2 separate regions of the Sus scrofa genome follow, and region 2 is linked to region 1. Evidence: chromatin contacts called from public promoter capture Hi-C data. All regions are on one chromosome and are shown on one strand. Each heading gives the region's core, a stretch centred on a gene start, on an enhancer-like site or on the middle of the called end of the contact. The rest is flanking DNA. Distances are from core to core; before and after follow the strand shown. Region 1 holds the start of LOC100622629 (keratin-associated protein 10-3-like). Region 2 holds the start of UBE2G2 (ubiquitin-conjugating enzyme E2 G2).

Region 1 (6,638 bases), core at 2,801-5,300:
TCAGAGGTGCTGGAAGGTGGGGTCAGAGTTGGGTCTGGAGGGGCAAGTGGAGGCTGAACTCGGGGTGGGGGCGCTGCTGGAGCCTCTGGGGGGGAGGAGCCGGATGTGAGCTTCTGCTCCTGCCTGGCGCCTCCCGGGACACGATGCCACATTTGCTCGTCAAAGCCCCTGCTCCATCCCGGCTTTGCCGTCCGGCTGCGGCTGGCCGTGACCGCTGTCCCAGACGTCCTGTGCTCCGGGCACAGCTCTCAGGCTCTCTGAGTTCCGGTGTAAAGCCCGACCCAAGGGCCTAGGTTCCTCCTAGGATGCCATCGGCTCCACCTGACCCAGGCCTGTCCTCCTGCACGCCCTCCCCCAGCACAGCTGCCCCACTGCAGGCTCTCACTGCCCCGTAAAGGCCCCCACATATGTGGGGGTGTGGGGGGAGGGGTTGTGAAAAAGCTGCGCTTAAATAAAGGGTATAAATGAGTGTGAAGGAGACTTTTTTTAAGTTATAGAACATCTCACAGTAACAAAGCAGACTAAGATTCTGCCTTTGAAAGTAACGCCTGCCACGACACAGATGAATTACACTGGACCATCCATGAGGAAACGAGCGGCCGGCCCAGCCAGGGCGGAAGCTAGGCCGGCGGGGTCATCACGCAGGGCTGTGGGGAGTCACCAGTCCTGGTCCCACCTACTCAGGAGCCCGGCCTGAGTAAGAGATGGGAGTGGCCCCCGTGGGCCCGGGGTTGTCAGAACTGCTCGTGGTTATTCTGCTGGTCTGTGGAGTGTTGGTGAGTATTCACGCCCTCCTCCCAGGAAAGGGAACCCAATGAGAGAGGTTAGGTGGCCGGTGAAAGTCACAAAGCCAGACCCGGGCCTCCGTTGGCCCGAGCTCCTTCCCGGCTCTGGCCGCCTTCCTCCGGGCCTTTTCTGGGTGTGGGTACCACCTCGGCAGGGTGCCTTCAGCTGGGTCAAGCCTAACCCAACCATGGAGCTAGCTGGGCACTGCCAGGCTAGGCTCCGCCCCTGCTCCTGGGCCCCCACCCACTGCCTGGGGGCGGGGTGGTTTCACCTCCGCTAACGCCTCCACCAGCCTGACCCCACGGAGCGCGGCTGTGGCCACCCCCAGGCCTGGGCCCACGTGCGCCCTGCCGTCCCGGGGCAACCACTCGGCTGGGCTTGCAGACCCGCACTCGGCGCTGAGCCACCTTTTCCTCTCCAGGACCTGGGTACCTACATGTCCACGGGAGGGCCGCAGTCCGTGGTGAGGGAGAAGGCGCCTTCGGACACAGCCAGGACCAGCGTGTGCCACTGGCCGTCAGTCAGAGCCGGGCTGCGGAAGGACACGCGGGTCTGCCAGGTGCCCGCCGCGTCCTGGCTGAGGAAGAGCAGGTGCAGCTGCGCCGCGGAGTAGCGCAGACCCAGCAGCAGCGCGTCCTGCTCGGCCACCACCGTGAACAGGTACTCGTTCTTCTGCAGGAGAGGGGCGGGGGAGGGGCCGGTGAGGGGGGAGTGAGGACTGGGGGGGAGGCAGGGCGCTAGGATGGAGGGGGGGCGGTGGAAGGACAGGTGAGGGGGCAGGTGAGGGGGCGGCGGCGGGGCAGGCGGGGGTAAAAGACTGGGCTCCCGGCGGCATCGCCTGAGGCAGTAACCAAGGCCTTTGATAAAGCAAAAGGCACCACTCACACCCCAGGACAGCTACCACCAACAAAACCAAATAGCCAGTGGTGGCGGAGGCGGTGGAAAAGCAGGGCCCTTGGGCACTGTGGTGGGAACATAAAATGGGGCAGCTGGTGGAGAAAACGGCGCGGCGATTCCTCAGGAAGTTGAGAGGGAGTCACCACCTGCCCCCGCAACCCACTTCTGGGGGTGCGCCCCAAAGGACTGGCAGCTGCGTCCTGAAGAGGCGTTGAGACGCCCGTGTTCCCACCCGCCTTGCTCTCAGTCACTAAGACGTCAAGGCGGCCAGAGTCCATCAGCAGAGAAATGGACGGTCAGCTGGGGTCTGTCCAGCCTTTCAGAGGAGGCTCCCACACCACTGGGAGGGACCCGAGGACGTTATGCTGGTGACACGAGTCCGTCACAAAAGGGCAAAGAGTGTACGATCCGCTGATTCCAGGTCCCTGGAGGAGTCAGATTCAGAGACAGAAGGCAGGACGGTGGGCGCCAGGGGCTGGGGGGGAGGGGGTGTGATGGGGAGTTGTCCTTTAAGGTTGCAGAGTTTCAGTTTGGAAAGATGGAAAAAGTCCTGGCGACGGACGGGGGCCTGTCCTGATGCCACAGACCTGTGCACTTAAAAAGGTTAAAAGGGGAAACTGCATGGCATGCGAATTTTACCAGTTTTAAAACCTGCGCCCACCCCCATGGCGAGGGCCATTGCCACACACCTCACTGCCAGTTGCACGTGACCTCCCGCTCAGACCACGTGGAGACACTGGGGACCATGTTAAGTGCCACTTAGAGTCTCTTAATGTCTAGCCTACCACAGACAAAGGTAGAGTCGAAGGCGATTAAGCCTTAACGCTAAAGCAGATGCGTAAAATACAGATTTCGCTTCTTAGCGCGTCTTTGCCCCGTAAACAATGAGTGAAATGCCACGCAGCTCTGACGCTGACGGCATCGGAAACCTCCCTGGTCTTCACATTAGCAACTTCTAATTTAGCAAAGCCGCTTGGCACAGCTTGGGCCACAGGACCACGGGCCACTCGGGTGCTAAGGGGACACGCACGGCACTTTCACCTACTTCCCATGGGAGGGAGCCTGGAAGGGCGTGTGGCTGGGCAGAGACCAGAAACGACACCCAAGGACAGAAGGCTCCCGGGTTGGGGAGGGGGTGACGGCCAGGCAGGTGGCTGGGAGGACGCTGACGTCACGGCTGGGCAGAACAGGCGTCTCCGCTTCCCTGTGTTCCGGTACCAGCACCAGGGGGCCTGAGCGGCCTCTGACCTTCCACCTGCTGACCCGCCCAGAGCAGTCAGGCCACCGCCTCAGAGATTCTCGCACCCTCCCCAAGACACACCCATGGCTGGAGGTGACCGACGTCGGGTCACGCCCGTGTTTGCCCCCCAGTGAAGGTGGAAGGGAGCAGGTCAGGTGAAAAGTGAGTTTATTTCTCCAGGTGCCCGAGGAGGTGCTGGCAGGTTGGAAGTCCAGGCCGAGGGACCCGGGCAGAGGAACAGGGAGGGAGGGGAGGCGACCCAGGGGCGGGTGGAGGCGCCTCCTAGGAGGCAGGAGCCCTGGGAGCAGGGCTCAGAGGTCAGGTCAGGATAGTGGGGACATGAGGGGACCCTGTCCTGAGTGGGGACAGCCACCTGACCCTGGTCGGGACTGAGGGGAGGCTGGGAGGACCAGGTCACGGGGGGGACCTGAGCCCGCTGGCCCTGGGGGGACGGGCCCGGTCAGCAGCAGGACTCGCAGGCCGAGGCGGGGATGCAGCACGCGGGGCGGGAGCACGCGGGGCGGCAGAGCAGGGACACGCAGGAGGCCGGGCGGCAGCAGCTGGGCTGGCAGCAGGAGGCGGGGGCCCCGCAGGAGGAGACGGGCACGCAGCAGGCGGGGTGGCACACGGGCCGGCAGAGGAGGGACACGGAGGACGAGGGTCTGTAGCAGGACGAGGGGCAGGGGCAGGGGCTGGGCTGGCAGCACGAGGAGGCCGAGCAGGGGGAGGCCTCGCAGCACACGGGCGTGCAGCAGACAGGTGTGCAACAGACGGGCCTGCAGCACACGGGCCTGCAGCAGACGGGCCTGCAGCAGACGGGCACACAGCAGGCCGGCTGGCAGGGGGAGGAGGTGCAGGAGCTGGTGCAGCCTGACAGGCAGGGGCTGGGCTCACAGCTCGCTGGGGTGCAGACGAGGGCCAGGCGGGACGTGGGGGCACAGCAGGGGGGCTCGCAGCAGCTCTCTGGACAGTCGTCCCACTGCCAGGAGGAGCCGGTGCAGGGGTGACAGGGACCAGGCAGGCAGACGTGGCTGCCGTAGCTCAGGTTGCTGGAGCAGCCAGACAGGGTGGAGGCGGCCATGGTGGGGGTGGTGGAGCTGGAGGAGGTGTGAGTGTGTGTGAGTGTTTGTGAGTGTGTGTGTGAGGTGCTCAGAGATGTGGGCCTTTTATACCCCTGCCGTTGCGTGTTGGTCCAGCAGGAGGCTTCCCTTTCCTTGTTGGTGTTTTGAGTGAGGCCTGGGAGCACCTGTTCCTTCCTGTTTGTTTACAGGAGCGTTTGCTGCCTGTAAAATGCTGGCCATGCTGAGCACGCGGTCACCCCGTCACCTGTGTGTGGTTTTCTAAGCAAACACAGGATTCATTTAGACTCCCGCAGCCCTGGCCCTGCCTGCCCGGCTGCTCCCCTCCCCAGGCTTCTCTGGCTGCAGGTGAGGCGGGTGAATCCCAGACTCTCACCATCTGGGCAGCACGGAGCTGAAAGTTGGGACAGTGCTGCCCGCGCTGTAGGACGTCTTGTCACACAGAAGGGCTGCACAGTGGACAGGTCAGCAAGGGGAGAAATAGTGATGAGGAGACAGACAAAGAGCATCTCAGGTGCAGCACAGACGGTGGGAGAGACGCGGGACAGAGAGAAACGGGGATGCAGACGAGGCCTCCACGTTCAGTCGGTAGAGATGCCAGCGGCACAGCAAGCGGGAGAAAGGGCACGTTTTCCGGAGCAGAAGAGCAAACACTGGGTTCTTCTGATTTGGGTTTTGACCAAATCCGGGACAAGGTGAGTGGGAAGGGGTGCATGTCTACTTGGTGAAAAATCTGACACCAGATGTGAAGAAACATCCCCAAAGCTTCCAGAAGGATGTGTATCCTGTGTGAGCAGCACAGCCGGTGGAGATGCCTGCAGACAGTGGCAGCGAACCTTCGAAGCCTGAGGGAAAAGGCCTCCCTGGAGCCCTGGGCATCCGGAGGGTACAAGCGCCTCTGGCGATGTCGCTGTTCTGAAAAGGTGCCACTCACACCTCACAGGTGAGTGTGGCGCTGGCTGTGAGTTTTCGTCGACGCCTGATGTCAGGTTAGGGATTTCTAAACATTTGTTGGTGGTTTTCTGTAAGCTTAGGAAAAACTGAGCGGGAGGGAGCACTTCCTAATCAGTCATTCTGGACGGCCAACGTCAGTTACCCTGACACCAAAACCAGACACAGATACCCCGAGAGAGAAAACCACAGACCCGTCTCCCTTCGGAGCAGGGATTCAAACGTGTTCCACAAAATACTACGAACTGAACTCAGCAGCGCATTGAAAGGACTGGACCCCACGGCCACAAGGGGTCTTTTGCTGGGAAGCAAGGATGGAAGGGTTTGTATGAAAACCAGCCGCTGTGACACGTCACCTTAACAGATGGAGGCAGAAGTTCCGAGTCCTCTCAACTGAGGCAGAAAAAGCACTTGACAAAATTCAGCTCCCTCGTAGGATGAAAGCTCTCAGCAAACCAAAAGTAGAAAGAAACTGCCTCCACATGTAAAAATATACACGTATATGAAAAACCCACAGCAGGCAGGACAGTCCGTCTCAAAAGACGGAAAGCTTTTCTTCTTACAGCAGGCGCTGGGCGAGGGTGCCCATGTCCGCCCCTGCTCTTCCACACACTAATGGGGGGAGGAGAGCAGCCGGACAAAAAAAAGAAATAAAAGCCATTGATACTGCAAAAGAAGTCAATTATCTCTGTCCACAGAAGTGACAGCCAACCAAGTGTCCTGAAATTTTTGCGCACACACACACACACACACTTTACAACTAATAAATGAGAACAACAAATGAAGCGGGATACAAAGTCAACACACAAAAATCCCCTGCATTTCTACACACTAATGATGAGTAACCCCCCAAAGAAATTACAGAAGTGATTCCATTTAGAATATGGTCAAACAGAATAAAATACGTAGTAAGTAATTTCACCCGTGGGTCAAAGACTTGTACAGTGAAAACTACAAAATATTGTCGAAAGAAATGAAAGAAGAGACACAAGCAGGTGGAAAGACATCTCACATTTACGGCTCGCAAGGCTTGCTCTTGTTACGAAGTCCGTGCTCACCAAAGCGGTCTACGCATTCTGTGCAATTGCTGCCCAAATCTCAGTGACCTTTTTTTGCAGAAATATAAAAACATCTTAAAATTCATGTGGAATCTTAAAGGACCCTACATAGCCAAAAAAAGAAAAGGAAAGAAAGAAAAAATAAAATCCTGAAAAAGAACAGAACTGGAGGACTCACCCTTTCTGATTTCAAAAATTAGCACAAAGCTACGGTAATCAAGGCAGGATGGTGGGGCAGAAGGACAGACCTGTGGATCAAGGGGACAGGAGACAGGATCCAGAAACACACCCTCACACGCTCAGTCAAATCGTTTTTGACGAGGGCACCAAGTCCATTCAACGGAGAGAGACCGTCTTTGGCACGAGGTCCTGGGAAAACCGGACCCAGGCCTGACACCGCAGACAAAAACGAATTCCAAGTGGATCCATGGCCTCAATGGAAGACCTGTAACTATACAACTCCTAGAAGGAAAAATAGCACAGGAGCTTCCCAACCCTGGCTTTGGCAGTCATTCCTTGGATATGACACCAATGGCAGAGACAGCTTGAGAAAAATACACAAATTGGGCTTCATAAAAAATTTATTTTTTTCACCAAAATACAATATCAACAGAGCAAAACGCAACA
Region 2 (6,638 bases), core at 1,706-4,205, 160 kb after region 1:
GCCTCGCTCAGTGGGTTAAGGATCCAGCGTGGCCGTGAGCTGTGGTGTAGGCCGGCAGCTGTAGCTCCCATTTGACCCCTAACCTGGGAACCTCCGTGTGCCATGAGCGTGGCCCTAAAAAGCAAAGCAAAAAAAAAAAAAAAAAAAAAAAAAAGTAAGATGAAAAACAAACAAGAACGAAATGCTTGTAACGCACATAACCGACCAAAGACGAGGAAGTGAAAAGGAGCAGGGAACTGACAGAGAACTCCTACGCCCCAACAAGAGCAGACCACCCCGCAGAAATGGGCGCAAAGGCACGGACGGACCTTCCACCAAGGGAGAACCACGGACTGCCTCCAACCACGAGGGGACGGGCCCCTCGACTCTCTCGTCGGGCCCTCCGAATGACAGCGCACCGGCGGGGCACTGACCCTGCTGCGGCGGCGAGCAGCCCGAGGGAGCGCTGTGCGGGAACACCATGCGGGGACACGCGGGGAGCCACTTCCAGAGAGCTGACCCGGGGGCACCGGCGCTGCGTCACAGCCAGGTCCACGCTGGGCCCAGGCGCCAGAAATGCCCACGGCAACCGACGTGCAGCGTAAGCTACAGGCCCGGCAGTAACGTTCACAGAATGCGACGGCTCTGGGCAGTGAGAAGAGCCGTGTGCTCAGCGTGAAGGACTTGCGGGAACAGCGCTGAGCCGAGGTTCAATCTGCAGAGGCGGGTGCGGACCCCACTTCCACTCAGGGTAAAACAGGCAGAGAGCGTGCCTGCTGTGAGGAGGACGTGACGTGACAGGCCTCCAGAGAAAGGGAAGAGGATGCACAGCAGTCCCGCGGTGCCCCGGGGGCAGCACCCGCCCAGTGCTGCTCAGGTCCTGCTTCTTAAGCTGCTGTCACAGGAGCAGAGGGTCCCTTGACGACTGCGTGTCAACGTACACCTTTTGTTTCTGTCTTTTTAGGGCCGCACCTGCGCCTATGGAAGTTCCTAGGCTAGGGGTTGAATCAGAGCTATAGCTGCCAGCAGTTCCCGTCGTGGCTCAGTGGTTAACGAATCCGACTAGAAACCATGAGGTGGCGGGTTCGAGCCCTGGTCTCGCTCAGTGAGTTGAGGATCTGGCCTTGCTGTGAGCTGCAGTGTAGGTCGCAGGCGCGGCTCGGATTCTGTGTTGCTGAGGCTGTGGTGTAGGCTGGCGGCTACAGCTCCTATTAGACCTCCATATGCCACGGGTGCAGCCCTAAAAAGACAAAAAAAAAAAAAAAGAGTTACATTTGCCTGTTAGTGACAGGAAGGATGACAGAAACGGGAAGGACAGGCCAAGTCTGGGGGTTCAGAGAGGGCGAGGAAGTGGCAGCAACACCGTCCGTGGGGCTGGAGAAATGTGCCAGGGTGGAGGAGTTGGGGATCTCACAGAGGCAGACGGGCCAGAGCACAGAGCATCTGCGGGGTCCCTGCAAGGGCTTCCGGGCAGAGTGACACGATGCGACCGTGTGGCGCAGAGAAGCAGTGGGCGCAGGAGCAGAGGCATCTGCGCTGCAGTTCCCCGGGCCGGAGGCTGGCTTGGACTCAAATCAACAGATTACGTGTGGCACAAGCACGTCTCCCAGTCAAACACCAGGCGGGAAGAGGAAGGCCGTGGGTGCCGCCACCCAGAGGGAAAGACGGTGGGGCGACAGTGGGGCAGGAGCCCCAACTTCAGAGGAGGCCAGATGGTGAGCGTCACTCACACGTTTATTTTGGAGGGCCCGCCTCTGCAACACTGCGGTCTGCTCAGGCCAAACACCAATGCTCCCTGCACAGCGCCTCTGGGAAGGCTTAGGAAACCGAGACACCTGCACAGTACTGTTAGCTTTGCTGCACCCATTGTCGACGCTCATTTTCCAGTTTCTCCCGAAAGTGTCCTCGGTGTAACGGTAACAGCCACAGCTAAGACCAGGGACAGCCACCCAGCAGGTACCTGGGAAGCACTCCTCTGCACGGGTGAGGGCAAGGGCGGAGGCCAAGGTCAGAGAATTAATAAGCAGAGGCAGGTCTGAGCCGCCGGCGGGCTCCCGCCCTGTGTGAGGCCAAGCAGAACACTTTCAAACCCGAGCGCAGCCAGGGCTGGCCTCTCCCCGCGACTCCTCCCGGGAGCCTCTGCTGCAGAAGGGGGTCTGCGCAAGGCTGCCGGTTCTCGCTTCTCCCGCTGCGCTCCCCAACGGTGAGGAAAGGTGCTGCCTAAGGAGGCACGAGGGTTTTCCCAACACTACCCAGGAAGGATGGCAGGTGGCCTTGCTCAAAAACGGCTCCCTTTGTGACGGAAAACTCAAATCTGACTTTTCACCTCAAACTCATCACACTGCGCTTTTCTCTTAACGTTTCTTTGCTAACTTCTCGATAGGCCACTTGGGCGTCCCCTCTCCGGCCACCGCACGTTCACGAGGCCGGAAAGAGAGAGTCACTCAAAGAGCCAGAGACGGAAACGAACGAGCCCGGACTGGGCGCAACCATCCGGGCTTCCCGTCCAGCGCGGCGCCGCGCCGGCCGATCCTGCAGGTCCGAGGTTCGCAGGGGCCGCCGGTGCCCGGACAAAACCCGCCCCGACGGCGCACAGACGAGCCCGTCCCGGGGGTGGGCGGAGCGCGCGCTACACCACGGCCGCGGGGCCGCCGCGAGCAGCAGGGAAGGGGGGGCGCCGGGACCCGGGGGAGCGGGGCGCGGGGGTCGAGGGGGGCGTGGGCCGCCGCGAGCAGCTGAGGGCGGTGTGCAGGGACCCGGGAAGGAAGGGGGCGCCGGGCCGGGCGGCGGAGGAGAGGGCCGTCCCGGGAGACCGGGCGCGCGGGCCCCGAACTCACGTTTGTACTCGGCCATCAGCCTCTTGAGGGCCGTCCCCGCCATCGTCAGGGTAACAGCTGTGCCGTCGGCCTCTCCTCCTCAGCGCTCGTCCCTCCCACCCAGCGCCGGGACCGCTTCCGGGGCACCGGAGCCCTTCCGGGGCGCGGGGCGCGTGCGCGGCGGGAAGGGCGGGGCGCGCGCGCGGCGGGGAGGCGCGGGGCGCGTGCGCGGCGGGGAGGCGCGGGGCGGGCGCGGACTCCGGGGCCCGCCCTCGACCGCAGCCCGAATCCTGGCTCTGAGTACCTGGAGGGGAGGCTCCACAAGGTTTCGGCGCAGCGGCGCCCGGCCGAGTGTGCGAACTGCCTGCTCCGTCCTCGTGGCCTCAGGGCGGTCCCGACGGCGGGGAGGGGGCAGGAGGGTGGAGGGCAGAGGGTGGGGGACGGCGCGGGCGGGCGGCGGCCGGCCCGCTGGAAGAGTGGGGTTCACATGGCTTACTTGCTGAAAGTACCAGGAGAAGGGGAAGAAAGAAGATACCGCCAGTCCGGTGGGCTACAATGCACACGCTGGCACATGGACCGTATCGGGGCTCGCTCGCTGCCCCACCCCTGTGTCATTCAGAGGAGGTGACTTTGAGGCCCAAATGCAGTTAAAACGAGAAGGTCCATGGAAGACCTTTGGTGCCCCTGTGGCTACCCTCACGGTTTTAGGTTTTAAGTGAGAAGATTGGCGATTGGGGTGGCCTTATTCCGTGTCGGTGTTTCTGGATTCAGCTTGGCCAAGAGAGGAGCTTTGGGAGACAGGAGGGAGCAAAGCAGCAGCCCGACAGCCCCGACCTCCACCACAACAGCCGGCTGACCAGCAGGACCGGGGGCAGCGCGTCCAGACTTGCCCACGGCCCCGTTGACAGTCCCCGGACCACTGCTTCAGGAGGCCGACAAGGGTGGTCGTCCCCCTCCAGCTGCCCCTCACCCGGCCCCAGGCTCCCTGAGGCTCCGGCTTCCCCAGCTGGGTAATGTGCATCCAGGTGACTACACTAGGGTGTCCTTTTCTCGTAGTGTTCGCGGAGGTTCTACTGGTCGCCCCACTGTCTCTGGGCAATCTGTCGATGCTTCTTAGAATCCCCCTTACTTTAGAAAAAGTCGGCACTCTTAGTGCTTGGTAGCTTTGCCATGCAAGGATATGTAAACCTTTTTAAAAAGTGAAGTCTTGGAGTTCCCATTGTGGCGCAGCGCCAACGAATCCCACTAGGAACCATAAGGTTGTAGGTTCGATCCCTGGCCTTGCTCAGTGGGCTAAAGGTCCGGCATTGCCGTGAGCTGTGGCGTAGGTCGCAGACACAGCTTGGATCTGGAATTGCCGTGGCTGTGGTGCAGGCCAGCAGCTGTAGCTCCAATTGGATCCCTAGCCTGGGAACCTCCATGTGCCACGGATGCGGCCCTAAAAAGCCAAAGAAAAGTATGTCCTCACAGCACATACCCAACAGAGGCTTCTACAGAAGCTCCTGTGTAATGTCCTGTGCTGCTTTCTAGCATAATATGTGACTTGTTATGTGTCTCCTCTACCCAATACATGTCCCCTGAGGGCAGGGAATTTGTAATCTCGTGTGCCTGGATGCAGCCTCAGTGCCTGGACGAGGCAAGAAATTCTCTGTTGAGTTGAATAAAACAATGCAAACAAACCTCACAATTATGCATTGTTAAGGCAGAGGTGTCTGTCCCCAAAATCCACTCCGACGCGACCTTTTCAAATGGCCACGTGCTAAGTTATGGAGACGACATGGTACTTTTTCCTAGGCCCACACCTGAGGCATAGAGAAGCTCCCAGGCTAGTGGCTGAATCGGAGCTGCAGCTGCTGGCCTACGCCACAGCCACAGCAAGGCAGGATCTGAACCACGTCTGTGACCCACACCGCAGCTCATGGCAATCCCAGATCCCCGACCCACTGAGCGAGGCCAGGCTTCGAACCCACGTCCTCACGGATGCTAGTCTGATTATTTCTGCTGCGCCACAATGGGAACTCCCAAGATGTCTTTAGACAGCTTCAAAGAGTAATGGACTTGCACAAACACTCATGAGGGTTCCTCCTCCTCGGGTCCCAGTAGCTGCCCTCTCTGTGGTCAAACCCCACTCCAGCCCCTCAGGCCAGACGTCAGAGGGTGTGGTTCCACGGCTACTAAAGGAAACGGCACTTTCCCACTGAGGAAGCCTGGGTGATGAAAAGCCATGTCATCACAACGCTTGGATGACAGTGCCTGCCAGATGCCAGGTGTTTTCTTAACTGCATCTGTGTCTGTGTCACTGCTACTTTTCTAGACGTCACTGGCTTATCGTGGGAGCATTATGTGTGTTCATAGCTTGTACCGGGATTAGTGTCAAGTGACAAGAACCAAAATACAAGTTGCTCCACGAGGTGGAAGTCTCTTACCTCCACGTGGCCGGCGCAACAGTCTTGCCCCCGAAGCAGGCTCTGCTCCACGCGTCTTCCTCCTCGTGGCCGCCACTCCCTCCCTCCCTCCCTCCCTCCAAGATTCAGGTGGTACTGGACGCCCTGTATTGACTAAGTCTGGCATTCTCAGCTGGGGTCACGTGGTCCTGGTATCCCAAGGGTTCTGAGCAGCAGATGTGTGACACCTAAAGGCTTCTGCGCACTGAGAGGCCAGCAAGTTGGGAATACAAGTCGAGGCTTTTCTGGATTTGGGGACTCAAGTTCTGCTTTTTGGCAGCTCCTTTCCACGCAAGCATGTTTTGCGGGAGAGCCAGTATTCACGCACGCTCCCCCCGCGCAGCGCATCTCAGCTAGGCTGGCACTGCCCCGTGTGCCTGGGACTGAGGGTTCCTGGGATGTGGGGCTTTTGGTGCTCAAACTGGCACAGTGCCAGCTGGGACCCAGGACCCTGACAACAGGACAAATAGGGCCTGCCTCCCTCTCGGGCATCAGTTTAACCCAAAGATTCTGGGAATTAGGTTTATAAGATATTTTTAAAAGATTAATATCAACAGACCTATTCCTGCAGATGCACAATTTGCATACATTTCAAAGATAAAAGACAACCTCAGAGACTCCCAGCTCTCCTCGTGGGTGCTGCGGTGACAGTCAGGCAGCACATTCTAATGCCCCCCAGGAAACTCGTGCTGCCCTTAATCTCAGGCCCCCGGGCCAGTGCCCCCGACAGGTGCAGGGGCTGCTCCCCTCCTCCCTCCCCCGGTCCCTGGCACATGACTCCGTCCCTGGACTGTGAGATCCTCCCGCTTCAATCCTCCTGCTGCGGCTGCAGCCGAATCAAGTGCTCTCCTGCCAGCTGCCCTTGACGTTTCAACGCGTGCTCGTCTCCCCAGCGCTGTGACACCGGCGTCACCGTGCAGGGCGTTCTCAAGCTCGTGTCCTCACTTGCATTTCAAAACCGGTGAAACGTTGCGTCTTCACAGCACCAACAACTCCCAGGAGAGGGAGGAGCAGAGCCTGAGAGGGCGAGAGGGTGGCCTCGGCGGAGGCACCACCCGCCCGGGAGTCCACGGGGTGGCAGCGGGGTCGCCAGAACGAGCCCTGAAATCAGTCTGCGAGGCCTCCCAGGAGGTCGCTGCAAACGTGGATGCGACACCGAGCCCACCCTCCAAATGCAGGATTCGACACACGGCCACGACAGAATCCCAAACTGTATTTACTGCGACAGTGGTGAGGGACACGAGTGATGGACAAACAGGGGCGGAGACATCCCCCTGGCGCCCGAAGAGCAAAACGCCAAGGGGACGCAGACACCTTCAGCAAGACGGCGGGCAAGCGAGAGGCGGCGGCGGCGGCGGCCGGGGGACCAGACGGGCAGCGGAGGCCCGGGCCAGCGGGC

The links. Promoter capture Hi-C pulls out the DNA fragments that hold promoters and counts their contacts.
Region 2: a promoter capture Hi-C map of liver shows a contact between it and region 1, with 4 times the contacts expected there. The contact joins the promoter of UBE2G2 here to the promoter of LOC100622629 in region 1. A contact is called at or near these places in 2 of 5 promoter capture datasets (fetal liver and liver) and 1 of 47 Hi-C or Micro-C datasets (blood).

Annotation. Positions count from the first base shown.
Region 1 is chr13:207,307,354-207,313,991 of Sscrofa11.1, forward strand. It overlaps LOC100622629 (keratin-associated protein 10-3-like), which reads right to left and starts at 4,051. Exons shown (of 1, transcript XM_003358997.4): 1 at 3,075-4,051. The coding sequence starts at 4,004. The coding sequence ends at 3,384. It overlaps TSPEAR (thrombospondin-type laminin G domain and EAR repeat-containing protein), which reads right to left. Exons shown (of 12, transcript XM_021071520.1): 3 at 1,223-1,458.
Region 2 is chr13:207,468,871-207,475,508 of Sscrofa11.1, forward strand. It overlaps UBE2G2 (ubiquitin-conjugating enzyme E2 G2), which reads right to left and starts at 2,956. Exons shown (of 6, transcript XM_003359009.4): 1 at 2,817-2,956. The coding sequence starts at 2,859. It overlaps SUMO3 (small ubiquitin-related modifier 3), which reads right to left. Exons shown (of 4, transcript XM_003359010.2): 4 at 6,433-6,638.